Linked DNA regions of Camelus bactrianus: region 2 is linked to region 1. Evidence: chromatin contacts called from public Hi-C data. All regions are on one chromosome and are shown on one strand. Each heading gives the region's core, a stretch centred on a gene start, on an enhancer-like site or on the middle of the called end of the contact. The rest is flanking DNA. Distances are from core to core; before and after follow the strand shown. Region 1 holds the start of PSMA2 (proteasome 20S subunit alpha 2). Region 2 holds the start of COA1 (cytochrome c oxidase assembly factor 1).

The links. A called contact is a pair of places that touch in the nucleus more often than the background predicts.
Region 2: a contact with region 1 is called in a Hi-C map of liver, with 7 times the contacts expected there. The contact joins the promoter of COA1 here to the promoter of PSMA2 in region 1. A contact is called at or near these places in 2 of 2 Hi-C or Micro-C datasets (blood and liver).

Annotation. Positions count from the first base shown.
Region 1 is chr7:82,602,191-82,605,038 of ASM4877302v1, reverse strand. PSMA2 (proteasome 20S subunit alpha 2) reads left to right here and starts at 1,309. Exons shown (of 8, transcript XM_010969556.3): 1 at 1,309-1,422. The coding sequence starts at 1,382. It overlaps MRPL32 (mitochondrial ribosomal protein L32), which reads right to left and starts at 1,193. Exons shown (of 3, transcript XM_010969555.3): 1 at 1,022-1,193. The coding sequence starts at 1,151.
Region 2 is chr7:83,177,742-83,180,955 of ASM4877302v1, reverse strand. COA1 (cytochrome c oxidase assembly factor 1) reads left to right here and starts at 1,818. Exons shown (of 5, transcript XM_074367704.1): 1 at 1,818-1,962.

The DNA.
Region 1 (2,848 bases), core at 60-2,559:
CATTTCCCGCTGGCACGGAGATAACTGTTGATTGGTCCTTCTTATTATAATCAAACTGAGTTAGATCCTCTGTCATATAACCTGGTAGATCCATCACTTGGTCCTTCGAAATATTTAATCTTGATTCCTCTCAGTTCTTTAAGGAAAAGAGCTAGCTCATTACACTTTGTAGGATATTAATTTACTTATGTGACCACCAACGTTTCCCTTTTGTTTTTTCTGAACTGTTTATAAACTCAAATAGATTCCTTTACTTTTTTCTTGCTGTTTTTCCTCAGACTTGCAATACCTCTTTTGATTGTAGGAACTCTTAAAAATATACAAGGTGTCTAACACTTAACAACTGGCATTCCTTTTCAGTATATCTAAAAGAATTGCTAAGCATAGCCCAGGGGTTAATAGCACAGGATCTGGACGGCCTGTGTGACCTTGGGTCCTTTCGGAGCCTACTTTTTCAGTTGAGAAGGGGAGACACCTAATGGGATTGTGGCGGCGATTATCTCAGAAGCCTATGTAGGCTTCGACATACAGTGGGCTCTTTGTTCGTTCAGTCGGCCTGGGCATGATCATTATCATGTTCGGGATACCTCCGAAATCGAGTAGAATGTAAATGTCAAAGCCATGACAGTTTTAACACCCAGGATGCTTTCATTTAAATTTAGTTTTCGGGGGAAACAAGATCAACATTCAACTGCACAGAGGACAAATTGCTTTAGGGGGTGGGACGACTGGAAAGAAAAGAGAAGCGGATCTGGATCGTGGTGTCGCTTGAGGCTAAGCGATGCGCTTGGGTTACATTCTGTAAACGAATGGGACAATTGGAGGGCTTTTCTTTTTTCGCAGGAGACTGGGGGGCAGAGACAGCTGTCTCTTCTTGTTCCTAAGTAAGTGTCCCGGACGACGGCCCCCACGCGCGGCGGAAGATCAGACCGCGGGAGCAGGGCGGCGTAAGAGCGGTGTCCACCACGCGGCCTGGGGCCCCTCACCCAACCCCTTCTCCACGGAGACCTCCTTTACGTACCCCATGGAGAACGGGGAAGGCCTGGCCGGCTCAGCTGAAGTTTCCGCTGCAGTTGCTCCCAAAAGTTCCGGAGTAGTCCCCGGGCTGCGGGCCGCGGCGAAACCACCAAGACCAGCATGAAGGCCGCCATGTTGCTCGCCCTAAGGCCGCGCCCACCGGGTCGCCCCTACCTCGAGCATGCGCACAAACGCAAAGTCGGGGGCTAGCCGGGCACGGAACTACAACTCCCAGCATGCCCCAGGAGCGTCTCTGCCTCTCCTCCAATCAGAGAGCGAGAAAGAAAGGCTCGGGGAGGGGAAATGAAACGACTCAGGCCGCAGTGCGCGTGTGTGCGGATGTGCGTTGGGTCTCCGGGTAAAGATGGCGGAGCGTGGTTACAGCTTTTCGCTGACTACATTCAGGTACGGAAGGGGCCCCTGAGGTCCTCCGTTTAGCCGAGTTTGTAGGAGCTCAGCTGACCCGGTCTTTTACATCCTGGTCTCTGGCTTGGTGCCTCCGGGGGGCCCAATAGGGAATGAGGCTGGAAGTGCGACTTTGCAAAGTCATTTGCAGGGCCCTCCCGCGGCCTGGGGAGCAGTGGTGCCGGGGGTCATGGGAACGCGATTTGGGGGATCCAGGGCGACCTTGGAGCTGTGGGAGGATGAGGCCCTCACGCAGGGACTTGCTTTCGCTTTGGGGGCTAGAGAAGAAGGCAGCTTTGCATTATCTGTCTCCGGGTGTCCCGTTCAGAACTCAGGATTTCCTTCCTGACCCAAGTAGGCCTGACTGGGGAGCCTCTGGGGCTCGGAATCTCGGTCAGATCTCTGGGGTCCCTTTTTTTTCTCGGAAAGCTCCAACTTTACAGTTTGCATTTGGTCTTGGAATGTTTTTCGAAACCTCTTCCCGCTTTCGGTTTTCTCGATGGCCCTATTAGAAGCTGAAGGACTGAAAATGAAAGCGCTGATCTTTCTATCCCTTAGTGATTGTGGGCGCCAAACTCTTAGGCTACATTTGTGTTTCGGCTGTTACTTTGGAAGGAGGCTATGTTGACTTAAAATAAAAAAAGATTGTAGGATTTGAACTACTTTAGAACTAGGATGTAAGTACATTTTTCAAGAAAACCATCACCAAAAGACTTAAGAAATTAACCGGGGAAGGATTCAATTTGACCTTTTTCCTACGGATCAGTAATACCCCATTTAATTGCAGTGTGTTTCCTCGCTGCTAAAGGCGGGCGGGATCCAACTTGTTGAGTACTTTCTGTGTGGGTACAGCTTACTCCATCTCTTTCTACTACCATGTGTGATAAATGTTGTCTCAGCATCTTACACATGCGCAAACCACAGCTCAGACAAATGAAATAACTTGTGCATGATCGTAAACGAGTAGCTGAGTTAACATTCAAACTGGCTGCTTCCTGAGGACAAAATTAATACACTTTCCATTACCATATGATGACTTCTTAAATATGAAAATGTGTTCCTTACTCTTGGCAGTTTGCCATAATAAGTAAAATAAATTTTTCCTCTTTGAGTGAAATTAATTTCATTCCTTAATTAAAGATCTCGTCGTATACAATGATAGAAAACAATTTTTGCCCCGTAGTCACTGTTCCTATTGGTGAAGAAAGCAAACCTGGCCCTTTATCTTTAAGAAAGTGTAATCCTAGTGGAGGTGGAACATAAAACAACTAATTATTATCAGAGGCTGACTCTTTATAATAAATTCCTAGTAAACTACACTTATTTTTAACATGATGGCACAGTTCTGTTTTAGATTAAAAGCATTTGTTTCTAGCCTGTTGTAATCAGAATTAAACTATTAATGGTGGAAGTGACAAGAGACAAT
Region 2 (3,214 bases), core at 569-3,068, 580 kb before region 1:
GCAAATGATCAGAGAAGCCTATTTTACGCTTTCTTATTCACAGATTAAATTAACACATTTCTCTTTCTGGTATGGCAAGAGAATTAATTGATTCAGGGTTTATTTTCATGAACATTGTATAAAATTCACCTGTCTGTCTGTCTGTCTATCTATCTGTCTATCTAAAACCTCAAAGTGTTTTGTTAGTTGATTTGTTCCAAGCCTGAAATGGGGCATTGCAATCTTCTTTGGATGTTTAACAAGTCAATAGTCAGTGATTACTTGATGGATGCATATTTTATTTCTTCATTTCCTCTGATGTATGAAACCATTCAAATAGCCCTTACAGTTCAAGCACCTCAAAATCTGATTAGTTTCTATTAATTCCTCACAAAAGATCTATTCTGGGGATTCATAATCTAATAACAGGCTGCTTTGATAATGCGCTTATTTAGCCAGTGGGCATCAAAGACATGGGATGTATGTATGGGAACCTGTCTGTTTTATGGGAAGAAAACAAAAGTATTAATATTTTTTATCTCACTTTTTGAAAGTTTTATTTCTTGTGAAAGTTTTATAGTATGTGTATGTATCAATACCATACATAGTACGCATACATAATCTAATTTTCTTTTCTGATGGGAGATGTGTGATGGTTTTGAAGACCACTGCCTTAGACTAAACTTGATTAGTCTGATAATAGAACCTATCAAATTTAGGTGACCCACCCATTGTGAAGACTCATTGCTTTGTGGAAGAAAGGTACTTGTGAGGTAGGCTGGGACCCGGAACCCTTTACTGGAGTGCTTGCACCTGGACACACATCTCATGTTCTTGAGCAACAGAATACAAAGAAACTGTAAGGGACTAAGAATAACTGCACACATTTGCACTTGGGGCAATTATGAACAATAAGGTACAAAAAGGCTACAAACCAACTGCCACTTCCAAGGTGCCATGAGCAGAAACAGGGTACATGACCCCTGCACATGGCACCACAAAGGTGGTGGGCAGACCACCTAAGCTAAGGACCCACCCCCATTTTTAACTCCATTTAAGGGCCAAAGCAGTTGCCTTCAGCGGCAACTGTTTCTTGTTTTCACTCCCTCCTGCTGTAGCACAACCCTCAAGAAAGCCTTGCCTGGGATTCTCCTCTGGCCTCCACCAATTTCTATTGATTAAAGAGTCCAGGAGCCTGCGTCGGTAACACCTGGACTTCAAACATAACATTAAAAAAGTAAAAGATGACGTTAACAGTAGCAATGAGGGCAACGGAATGATCAAGATGAAAATAATAACTGGCGTTTATTGAGCACTTACAAAGTGCCAGATTATTCGGAGTGCTTTACATCCTCACAATAAATCTATAAAGTAAATACTATTATCCATTTTACTACTTAACTGCTTGAGAACAGAGACCACTACAGGCTTTCTTAGCACTACATTCCCTGAAGCACAGTAAGCATTTAATAAATATTTAGTGAGTAACAAAAGTTAGTGTTGTCAAATTTCTCAGCCGAGGAAGGCAAGTTGGACTTCAGTGTCAGACGGGGCTCAGATGGCCCGTGGTTTTGCATGCTTGGAGGTGAGCCCAAGCGCCAGGTGAGGAGCAATACGAGCCACTGGTTTAAATTTCCTCGGCAACCGCTGCGGGACTGAATGTGCACAGGGGGCCAACGGGGCGCAGAAAACAAGCGGGGATTTAAGGAGATAAATCGTCTCCCGGCGCGGGTAGGAGGTTCGGCGAAGTCCGCTTGCGCAAGAAACTTCCACAGGATCAGCCTCTGGGGCGCCGCGGGGCCGCATTCAGCCGGCGGCTCGCGCTTGCCGACGCTCTAGCCACGTGAGGAGGAGACGCCGGAAGTCTCGACTGCTCCCCGCGGGGCGTGTCCTCCCGCCGGCGTTCCGCCCACCCGCTCCCCACGCCCCGCGTCCGGAAGGAACCGCGCGCGCTCCCCGGCGTGGTGCGTCTACGCCTGACAGGTTAGCGGCCCCGCGGGAGAAAGAGTAGGGTCTCTGCTGCCGCGGGTGCGTTTGTTGCCGCAGTCCCGGAGGCCGCGTTTGCGGGCCAGGTGGGCTGCTGCGAGGGGAGTTCCCTCAGGGGCCACCTACCGGCCCTCGGCTGCTTGTGTGGCGCCTGTGGTCCCGTGGTGGGCTCAGTCCTCGGGGTGCTACCAGGTGCCCCCTCCCGGGTAGCTAACGGAGTGGCCTTGCCTGTGGTCCTTGCCGAGCGTCCCAGGGGCACATTTGTGAAGAGGTGGAACTGGGCACTTTCTCGGTGGTCCCCACAGGCTGAGGAGGACCCTGCCCTGATGAGTGTAGAAAAGAATTTTCTGGCTTATTGGTCACAGTAGTTTATGTCCCCGTCACATTTGAGCTCCTTTCCCAGGGCTGACTACAGAAGTGATTGTCAGTGTAAGTGATTTTCAGGTGTTTGTATATGTCTGTGTGAATGTCTGTCAATCAACCAACCTGTGTGTGTGTGTCTGTGAGAGGAGGGCTTTGTGTAATTTAAAAAATCCGTAAATAGGCTTATAATTTGATACTTGATTCTGCTGTATTTTCCCAACTCCTCTCCATTCTTGCCTGAGGAGTCTTGCCCTGCTTCACCTTTGGATAGAAGTAGCAACTCTCTACTTAGACTTTACACATTTAAAACACAGATCTAGGGGGTAAGGTATAGCTCAGTGGTAGAGCGCATGCTTAGCGTGCATGAGGTCCTGGGTTCAATCCCCAGTACCTCCATTAAAAACCCCAAAACTACCTTCCTCCCTCCACATACACCACCCCCCCCCGCCAGATCTGACTGTGTTAAAATCTAATGTTACAGACCTTTCCATTGATGCAGGATAATACAAATTCCTTAGACTGCCTCCTTCTTGCTTCTGCTGAATTTTTTGTTCCTTTTATGGAAAACACACCTACAAACACTCGTATGCCCTCCTCATGCCAACCTGCAGTAATTTCATCTCTGGATATGACAGAGTTTTGTAAATGGTTTACCCACGTTTAGAAAGTTACTTCTCCATTCAATTAGAATTTATTGAATTCCTGATACTGCCAGGAACTGTTTTAGGAGCTGGCGATATAATGGGAGGAAAAAAACCCCTCCAGTCCTTTTGAAAAATAACAGCTTAATTGAGATATAGTCACATACCATGGAGTTTTAAAATATACATTGGTTTTTAGTGCATTTATAGAGTTGTACAACCCACACCACAGTTTTCATCACCCC